2 separate regions of the Triticum aestivum genome follow, and region 2 is linked to region 1. The links are chromatin contacts, called in public Hi-C maps. All regions are on one chromosome and are shown on one strand. Each heading gives the region's core, a stretch centred on a gene start, on an enhancer-like site or on the middle of the called end of the contact. The rest is flanking DNA. Distances are from core to core; before and after follow the strand shown.

The links. A called contact is a pair of places that touch in the nucleus more often than the background predicts.
Region 2: a Hi-C map of leaf shows a contact between it and region 1, with 6 times the contacts expected there. The contact joins the promoter of LOC123147503 here to the promoter of LOC123147501 in region 1. A contact is called at or near these places in 2 of 5 Hi-C or Micro-C datasets (both in leaf).

Annotation. Positions count from the first base shown.
Region 1 is chr7A:452,111,059-452,116,692 of IWGSC CS RefSeq v2.1, forward strand. LOC123147501 (protein STICHEL-like 2) reads right to left here and starts at 2,556. Exons shown (of 6, transcript XM_044566771.1): 1 at 2,203-2,556; 2 at 379-1,564; 3 at 55-271. The coding sequence starts at 1,506.
Region 2 is chr7A:452,451,177-452,456,268 of IWGSC CS RefSeq v2.1, forward strand. It overlaps LOC123147503 (succinate dehydrogenase [ubiquinone] iron-sulfur subunit 1, mitochondrial), which reads left to right and starts at 2,547. Exons shown (of 2, transcript XM_044566775.1): 1 at 2,547-3,327. The coding sequence starts at 2,654.

The sequences.
Region 1 (5,634 bases), core at 1,306-3,805:
TCTCATGTAGCTCACACAACTTTAAAGTTTGCCCAGGAAGGGAAGTGGACGTACATGTATTTTTGCCAGTAACTTTCCTAACTTCTGAAGAATCTGAGGGGTGCTTCGCAGCTAAAATATCCATGATAAGATTTGCAAGCTGAGCCAATAGCTGCATGGGATCGACCTTTGAACTCAAAAGCTCCCTAGCCCTCCGGACAATGGTAGCAGCATCTGATGACATAGACAGATTAAGAAGATCAAGCAACTCTTCATCTGAGACATCACCTATCTGCCAAAATATAATTGGAGGTTATTTATAGGTCGAAAGAAGAAAAAAAGAAAACATATTTTCTGATGATATATATGAAGTTAGAGAGCTTGAGTAAATCAACTTACTAGGTCGTATGTCACTGATTTGCTGATCCTTTTTCCGAGCAGAGTTAGTTGGTCAAGCATTTGAACTGCATCCCGAATGGAACCACTTGCCTTGCGAGCAAGAAGCTCCAGCGCTTCGGCTTCGAACTCCATTCCTTCTTTTGTGCAAATCTTGCTCAATCGGCGGACAATCTCTGCATCGTCTATCTTGCAAAACCTATAGCTCTGGCACCATCCAGCGGAGTTGCTTGGTAGTTTATCAATGTCGGATGTTATCATGACAAATATTGAGCTTGCAGGGATCCCTTCAAGGCTACTGTAGATGGAGTACCAGCCCTCCTTATCCATATGTTGGCAATCATCTACAATAAGTACCTTGAAGTGTGAAGAAGCAGGAACTTCACAGGCATTCCTGAGCAAGACAGCAACTCTAGATTTGCAATCCAGTTTGGAAGCATCAACCTCTACCACACTGCTGCTGTTTCCTGAGAATATGGCCACGCATTCCTCGCAGTGCCCACAGGGCTGGTTCCCACCTGGAGAGAGGCAATTCAGCGCCGCTGCAAATACCCTAGCCGCGGATGTCTTGCCAATGCCATGCGGACCATGGAGGAGATAGATTGGAGCAAGCTTTCCTTGAGAAACGGCATTTGAAAGAGACTGTGCAACAACATCCTGTCCAGCCAGCTCAGAGAAGGACTTTGGCCGGTACTTCTGGAGCAAGCTTCTCGCGCCTTCCTGGGGCTCACTCCGACCGAGCTCTTCCCCTTCAATCACCAGAGAGAAAGCCCTGTCCTTGGCAGCTCTCGACATCCCAGGGATCGCAGAGCAGCAGTTCTGGTTATGAAGCGCCGCCTTCACCCGCGCGTTGGCCTTGATTATGTTGATCGGAGAGTTGGCGAGGCGGCCGCCAAACTCCTCCCTCCTCCTCTGGACATGATCATACATGTTGTAGCTGAAGCTGTGTCTGCCGTAATTGCTTGCCTCCACGTCATCTTCCTCGAGGGAACACCCCTCCCAGATGGTCTTCTTGGCCGAGAACTTGGCCAGCGAGTTGGTGTCTGGGTCCCTCAGAGATCTGGACCTCATGACGGCGACCAGAGCCCTCGAGATCGGGATATCAACCGAATGCCGCCTCCCCTCAATCATCTTGCAAGGCTTCCAATCAACTCCACAGGCTGGTTGTAGGACTGCAGACGGCTGAATCCTGCAATGCGGACGAGTGTTCAGGAACAATTTTTGACTTGTGGCAAGAAAAGCACATGCATTGCACGCTAGTAACAAAAAAAATTGAAACATGAAGCAGATCCCCCATCTAAAATTTCCATCTATTTTTAGATACTTGGTGACAGCAAATGCAGGCCTTTTTCTAAATAAATAAACAGGAAATGCAGGCCATGGACTGCGATTTTTTAGGAAACAAACTCCCTCCCGCTGCGATTTACCCTAAACAGTATTTACCACGCAGGTAATCAATCTTGGGAGCAGAAAAGGATAGAGATTGGGCGTACGGTTTTGAGCAAATCAATCTTGCACTGGTAAAAAAAAGTCGCAAAGAAGAAGATGGTAAATCGTGAATGCAGAATGCATCTAAGAAGAGAAAACAAGAGGAAAGAAAAAAACAACCTGGGAATAGAGGTTCTTGGAAGAAAAACCTGGCAGCGGGGGGGGGATTAAAAAGAGAGACGGGGGCGCAATTCCCCATAGAGGAATGCACCTCAAGAAGGCAAAGAAAAGAAAAGGAAGAATCAGAGAATCTCGGTGACACGCGAACCGAACAACCAGAAGGGAACCGAGCACGAACAGAAGAGGAAAGGTGGGGATTCGAACCGAAAGGAAGCTTACCCTACGTCCCTGCCACCCCGAAGCCGTCCACCGCCGCCGACGACGACGAGGAGGAGACGAAAAGCGGCACAGCCTTTAGGCACCGGCACCGCCACGCTCCAGTCCGCTCCCGGTATTTACCAGCACCGCCGCCGCCGCCGCATTAATGACGCGAGCGAAGCGGGGGGAGGCGGGGTGGAGGGGCCGCAGGAGCAAGAAGAAGACGAGGGGCAGCGCAGTGGCAGGGCGCGTAAATACGGCCGAAGTCGACGGATGGTTAGCCCCGCGAGGCCTGGGTGGAGACTGGCGTAGAGGAAATCGGAGGCCTGGCCGCGCCTCGGGCGGCGTGCCATCGCCCGTCGGTGGCTCTACAGCCGTAGATACCTGTGAAGAGCAGGGGCATGCTCATCTTTTGGCGAGAGGATGTCACGGCCGAATCGTAACGGACGGGGCAGTGTTGGCCGTGCGCCGAGTCCATGACAGGTTGGACCCTGGCCCACGCGTCGGCGACCGAGTGGAGCGTGAGCGACGGTGTGGCCGAGGGGGTGGCGTCAGATTTACTGTTGCTGATGCCGGGGGCTCGTGACCCCACCGCTTCTTGTGCTGTGCTCTGCTCGTCCTTTGCTCATCCTTTACTGCCAGAATAACTCTGTTTCGCCCAAAAGCAAAATTTGGCTTTCCTGGCATGGCCTCGTTTTTATTTCCTGCGTAAATTGCACGTCAAACGGCAATCACAGTAGTGCCGTTTGAAACGCCGGTTTTCCTAAAAAAAAATTATGGACCTAATTTGTTTGTTTGACAGCACGAAATTGTCCCTGTCAGAGGACATTTCGTCATCCCCCGGGTTTTGTCCAACTACACGCACGCACGGATGGTTGCCGAATTCGGAGTACAATTCTGAAGATTTGTGGAGATCAATCAAGAGGAAATTATGTGTTTCAGACGGAAATACTATGATAGCACAAGATTGTCTTTTTTGCCACCCGAGGACATTTCATCGTCGTCTGATTTTTTTTTTGTAGGACGAAATTATCTTTGGCGTAGTACTACTTGATTTGTTTATCATCTGATAATTTGGAGCCTACCCATGTTACGGAAACTGTGATGGTTGCACTGTTCTCTGTTTTGTATGCTACTATGCAGCACCCACCTTGAGCATTTGTTTCTTGTGCCAGGAGAGGAGAGGAGGATGGAATGGATGTCTGGGACCTTCTTTTCTCCGGAGCACATGTTCGTGGCATTATTTATCTCACTTCTTTTAACGGGGATACGACACCACGGGGGGACCAAGGTTAGTTGGGTGCGGCGATCGTGTTTACTCATTTTCTAATCACCGTTTCATTACTACCGCTAGTGATTAGGCAAGGGAGCTGGTGATGAGCTACAGTAGTAGTAGTAGTCTCGACTCTGCTCGCTGCGCTGCTGAAACAAATGTTGGCTTTTAATCATGAGATGAGATTACCCCACCCATTAAGATACGATCGCACCATCATGCCCGAATCTACAGGATAAGCATTCCCAAATCAGACAGTTCCTCATGCTTATCTTTTTCTTTGAAACATATACTATGAAGCTTAGCCGGCCTGTATTCTTAATCATGCTAGATCACTACAGTACGCTCATGTGATTAAAAACAGGAGCCTAACAGCGGCAGTGTAGCTCGCCGTGAAAAGGTCCCACTTTTGGTTTGGCCCTTGGTTTGGCTTCCATACAACCTATGGTCTAGGAGCCAACAGTGCTGAGCACGACACTAATAATATCCCGTCATACTGCATGCTCCTTCACCTCGATATAGGCACTTTCTTATGGGCACTAGAGTGGGAATTGATGAAGCGCACTAGTATTAAGCTAGGTAAAATGAATCACCATGACAAAGCATAATCGACAAAGCGCGGCGCTTCTACAGTGAGAATTGCTGGAATGGGCTGGGATGGAATCCCATGCATTGCATGCAATTCCGCTACGGACATGTGGCAGCAAAAGCTGAAAAGAATCCGTATCTTTCTTCCATCTCCACGCCCCATGCCACCACTCTCTCTCATTTTTCTCTCTATCTTGTTTGTGAAAAAGATGCACATGCACGAGCTGTGAAAGTCCGCAGTACAGAGAGAAGGGGGCCGTCTGCTGCGCTGTGTGTGACTGTTGGAGCAGACAGGACGTTCCATCCATCCATCTGTCCACGACACGGCAAATGCCAAGGGTAAAATCCAGCTTTCCTCGAGACACAAGAGAAGAGAACCCATCTTTACTGAACTGCATTGACTGGACACTGGTCGGTGCCCGTAGCTTTGTACTCCCTCCATTTCACAATGTAGTGCTTCCTCTATTCCCGTGCTTCAACTTTAACCGTAAATTTAACTGTTAAGACCAATTGCGGCGGGAGCAAAAATTATATCGGTGAATTCGCATTCGAAAGAAGTTTTCAATTATATAATTTTTTCTCCCGCCGCAGTTAGTCTCATTGGTTAAATTTATGGTCAAAGTTAGACCTCGGAAAACGCGGACGCATTATATTTTGAAATGGAGGGAGTATAGCAATGCTGCGGCTACAGTGGAAGATCTCCATGGAGGCAGCAGACGCAAGATTTTGTCAGGACGTAAACGCGCCATCAATGGAGTACTTTCCTGTCATTTGTAGGAGGACACCGGTCCTTGTTCTGAATCTCTGGGGAAAAATTTATGGAGGGGTAGACTTGAGGTTCAGAATCACATGGACCACTCGACCTCTAGTTTAACCACTTAAACCGGGCAGCCACGTTTCAGGGAAAGAGGAAGCGTATTTTGCACCCTAAAAGTCATTTTTGATCGCCATGGCAACTGAGGTTACAGTGGGAGATGGTCAACGGGCCAACTTTTGGCATGATCGTTGGTTGCTTGGACAATGCCCCAAAACCATTGCACCTGCTCTTTTCAAGATCTCAGCAAGAAAAAACAGAACGATCCATGAGGCGCTGCAGGCAGAAACTTGGCTCTCGGACCTTTCTAGGGGACTGACCGACCAAATGCTACCGGAACTGTTGCGGCTTGCGGCGTTGCTTGATACAGTACAACTGCACGATGGACAGGACGACTCGATCGTCTGGCGTTTCACGGAGTCACATGAGTACACAACGAGATCGGCCTACCTTCTGCAGTTCGAGGGCTCGGTTCCCACGGAGAATTACAATCTAATTTGGAGGGCGTGGGCGCCTGAGAAATGTCGGTTCTTCATCTGGACTGCGGCGCTTGGGAGGATCCTAACTGCCGATGTCTTGCTGCGCCGCGGATGGGAGAACAACTATTTCTGTACACTATGCGAGCGAAACCTGGAAACAACGGCACATTTGTTCTAGGACTGCCCATGGTCCAAACAAGTTTGGGGCAAGATCGCACGCCTAACCAACATGTCGGCGCTCCAGCCACAATCCTGGAACAATCAGACAAGCATCATCGGATGGATGGCACACTGTCACA
Region 2 (5,092 bases), core at 1,297-3,796, 340 kb after region 1:
AGATGGTAGATGACATCAGCCGACTATCCCAGTTGACTGATTCCTAGACTCAACCTTATTACAATGGTCTAAAAAATTCTCATGCATGTTCATCGTGCCAACCACGCTAGTATGGAGGCGTGCGGAAATTTGGCTCCACCTTGTCATGTACATGTTCTCTTTTCAACAACTTTTCCATCACTTGATTTCTTAACTGTCTCAGCTTCAGTAGCGTCAACAATTGGTGATGCCACGCCCGTATCAGTACCTGTTGGATGCTTAAACGACACATGCCATTGCGTGTTAGAAGGTTTTTCCCCGAAAAAGAGATAAAGACGATGACGAACACCAGTGGATCCTTTTTAGGTAAGGGTAACTAGTCTATGAGAAAGTCGGGCGGCATTATATCTCTCTTATAGCGAGACCTACCATGCTCTCGCATCACACGCCTCACTTAATGGGCCGGCCCAGGCCCGTGGGAGGCCACAACCTATTTTTCATGTTTTATGTTTTCATTTTTCTTTCTTTTTTTCTTTTGTTTATGCTTCCAATATTCTAAATAAATATATTACAAAAAACACTCAACATAAGACATTTGAAAAAATGTTAAGCAAGCATTTGAAAATGCTAAATGTGTATAAAGAAAATGTATCTCATGTACACGAAAAATGTATACAAAAAATATACAGTTTGTGTGATAAAAGTTGATCATCTATTTAAAAAATTCTTAATCAAGCATATGGAAAACATGTTAAATAATATCTGAAACAGTTAATCTAGTATTTTAAAAATATTAAATATGTATATTAAATGTTGGTCATGTATTAAAAAATTATCAAACTTGTATTTGAAATATGTTAATCAAGCTTTTGAAAATGTGCATAGAAAAAAATTGATCATATATTAATAAAAAATCTTCTATTTGAAAATTATTAATCAAGCATTTGAAAAAAACAAAAGATGTGTATACAAAACAATGTTGACCATGCAATAAAAATATATTAACCAAGCACTTGAAAATGTTAAATGTGCATGAAGAAAATGTTCAGCATGTATATAAAAAATATAAAATATGGGAAAAAAGTTGATCATGTGTTTAGAAATTACTAAAAACGCATTTAAATAAATTAAACATGTATTTAGATTTTTTCAATCAAGCATTTGCATTTTTTAAAATGTCTATAGAGAAAATGTTGACCATGTAATGAAGAAATCTTAATCTTGTGTTTTGAATAATGTTAATCAAGCATTGAAAATGTCAAAATGTGTATAGAAGTTTTTTTTGACCATATATTTTGAACATGTTTGTTTTGTATTTAAAAAATGGTAATGAAGCATTTGAAAATATTAAAAAAAACTATAGAATATTTTTGACAATGTATTAAAAATTATGGAACATGCATCTTTAAAATGTTAATCATGTATTAGAAAAATGTTATTGATATCTAAAAATGTAGGCTGAAAACCAAAAGAAAAACCAAGAATAACAAAAAACTATGAAACCAAAAAAGGAAACTAAAAAACTAAAGAAAAAAGAAACGAAAAAGAGAACAAAGAAACAAGTGCAAAAAGAATGAAAGACAATGAGAACCTACACATAAATACAGAGAAACAAAAAAAACTGCTGAAATGCGTTGGAAACCAGGAAAGAAACAATAAACCCAAAAAATGAAGGAAATGAGAAAGAAAATAAAAAACAACAAATAGAAGAAAAACAGGCACACGAAAGAAAAATAAAAAAAGAAAACAAAAATCCAGAAAAAACCTAGAAAAGAAACAAAAAATAGATGGAAAAAAGAGAAACCCATGAAAACCGAGAAATAAATGAAGGAAATCGGTTGAAAACAAATAAAAATGAAAAAAAACGGTTGATGAAATAAAAGAATACGGAAGTAAGAATAGAAAAATGAGAAAAAAAAATCAAAGAAAGCGGTGCCAACGTGAGTGTCTCGATCGAGACCAGATCGAATGGAAAAAATGCAGACAAAACTGGGTCGTTCCAATGGCTAAACGCGGGGGGTTAGATTTCAGGCGACATCGACATATATCTTGTTATAAGCGTGATATAGTCCCCAGCGGCAAAAGTCTACATTAGAGTTTGGGGACTTGGGCGAGCAAGCCTAGGAAGCTCAAATGATTTTGGGCCAATTTGGGCATATTGATTTTCGTATTGTGAATGTTTTTTTTTCATATAGTTGGACAAACTTTACGTAGGCTGGCTTTAGACAAATCCTAGACCATTCTCGAATTCTCACACGAGGACGGACAACAGCGTCAAAACTTAAATAGAAGACCTGAAAAACGAGAGGAGGAAAAAGCTATACAAATCCCATAAAGCTTGGCGCTACGATGAAGTCATTTTCCCTAGCCAACTTTCCTTTGTCATCTTGCAAACGGCCCAGAGCTTGTCCACATCTCCACCCTCCCATCCACAAGAAGGCCCAACCCAAGCTTTCAGGAGCCCCACCTGTCAGTAACCCACCCCAACCCTAGAACCGCCATTCCTTTACCTCCATCTTGACCCCACATGTCATTCACCCATCAACGCCCGAGCATATATATACCCAGCTGGGCCTAAGCCCACCACGCGCCTCCTTCCCCTCTCCAACCTCCCAAAAATAAAGGAGAAAAAGTAGAGAGAGAGAGAGAGAGAGAAACGCGAAACCCCAAATCGATGGCCGCCGCCGCCCTCCTCCGCCGCTCGCCGGCGGCGCGCGCCCTCCTTTCGCCGGCCCTCTCCTCCCGCCTCGTCGCCTCCAAGCCCCACTCCTCATCCCCCGCGCCGCCGCCGCCCTCGTCGAAGCCCGCCAGCACCAAGACCTTCTCGATCTACCGCTGGGACCCCGACTCCCCGTCGACCAAGCCCCACCTCAAGGACTACAAGGTGGACCTCTCCGACTGCGGCCCCATGGTGCTCGACGCGCTCCTCAAGATCAAGAACGAGCAGGACCCATCCCTCACCTTCCGCCGGAGCTGCCGTGAGGGCATCTGCGGCAGCTGCGCCATGAACATCGACGGCGACAACGGGCTGGCCTGCCTCACCAAGATCTCCTCGGAGGCGGCCGGGGCCTCCACGATCTCGCCGCTCCCCCACATGTTCGTCGTCAAGGACCTCGTCGTCGACATGACCAACTTCTACAACCAGTACAAGAGCGTGGAGCCGTGGCTCAAGCGCAAGGACCCGCCGTCGGCCGGTGGGAAGGAGATCTACCAGTCCAAGGCCGACCGCGCCAAGCTTGATGGCATGTACGAGTGCATCCTCTGCGCCTGCTGCTCCACATCCTGCCCGTCCTACTGGTGGAACCCAGAGGAGTATCTCGGCCCTGCCGCACTGCTCCATGCCAACAGGTATACCTGCACCTCCCTCATAAGCTCTTGATATTGTGAATTGTGATGATATGCTTGAGTATGTTGCGTCTGTGTTTTGGATCTATGCTTGATCTGTTGGTGTGTCATGCTGTGCTTGCTGTGAAATGGTTATGAGATGATGCGTAGGGTGGTTCTATCTCGCTTAGGTAGTTTGGTGAGAAACTAAGTGCGTTTTATCTAGGAGAATGGTTCGCTGGTCTGATGTGGCGCTGAATTATTTGGTACGTTTATGCAATGATCATCTGTTACTTCTTTGCTAGCTCCCTGGCAAAGTGGTGTAGATGATCGTTTGTTGGATAGTGTGAAATTCCCGTTTGGTTGAAGATCGCCTATACATATTAAGGTATCAGTGATTGTTTATATTTTTAGGTCCATTTATGTAATGATAATCTGTTACATTTTTGCTAGCCCCCCTGTGAAGCGGTGTAGATGATCATTTGGTGGATAGTGTGAAATTTCAGTTTGGTTAAAGAATGACTGATACATTTTAAGGCATGAGTGACTGTTTGTATTCCTTTTTATCTGGTCTTTGGCTGATTGAACTGGAAGTTGATGCCACTGCTGGAAATAATCATGAGTTTGTAGTTTTAGTAGTCTGCTTCTTCATGACGTCGTGAGTCTTTTTCCTTACCTGATTCTTGATGACATTGGAAGCCCTCCCCCCAAGTAGTCTGATTCTTGACGAGGCCTTGATTTTGAAGTTACTTTTATTTGTGGTGGCCTCTCTTTCAGTATAGAGCATGCTAGTTTCCCTTTACCAGAAAATTATGGTTATGTTCTACCAAGATTAAAATGATAATTGTCTAATATATTTAATGCCTTTTGCTGTAAGCTTTAGGATGTTGTTAAGTCCATGACACGTTCACCCGTTCACCCTTTTTAGGCTTCCGCTGTGGGGGACGCTAATGAAACCGAAACCCAGCATGCTTCCGCTGTGGGGGGCGGTAATGAAACCAAAACCCAGCATGTTCATGCACGTCCAAGCTCGAGGATACCATGGGGTCTCAGTCTCAGAGAAGAGAAACTTGCGGGATCACAAACGTAGAATTCTTGCAGCAAAATATGAGCTGAGAGGAAAGCTTTATAAGGCTGTCTGTAGGGACCCTGAACTTCCATCAGATATGCGGGATAAGTTTCGCTATAAGTTGTCCAAGCTGCCAAGAAATAGTAACATGACACGTCTTAGAAACCGCTGTATTTTCACGGGCCGCTCTCGTGGTGTCTACCAGAAATTCCGCATGTCTCGTATCGTGTTCCGCACCTTGGCAAACAAGGGTGAACTGATGGGTGTTAAGAAAGCGTCTTGGTAGATGTTAACAGCTGGGTAGAAGAAAGAACTAGCTCTTCAGTAGTCCAGCAAAATAAGGTTGCCCTCTTTCAGTGTTTGATTCCTGAAACTATCTGTCAAGCTTTTTTTGCCAACAAACGGCATGGTTCTCTCTTTATTTAGTTGAAGCAGTGTAATGTACTGTTTTTTATGCTATTCAGCATTTATGAAGCTAAAGATTCTGTTGTTTAAGGTTTCTACAAGCTGGCTGTTTGATTCAGTATTTATCTGATCTGGCTTTACTTCATGTTTTCACTGAGATTGCATATCTGATCCTCTGATTTATCATATTTGTCACCATGCTCCTGTCATAACATATAATTTAAAACATGATCTGATATAAGGCACATGAAAATTTGAATATCTTTTGACTAATAATTGCAACTCCCCTTAGTCAGAAGAAACTGGAAACAGAAT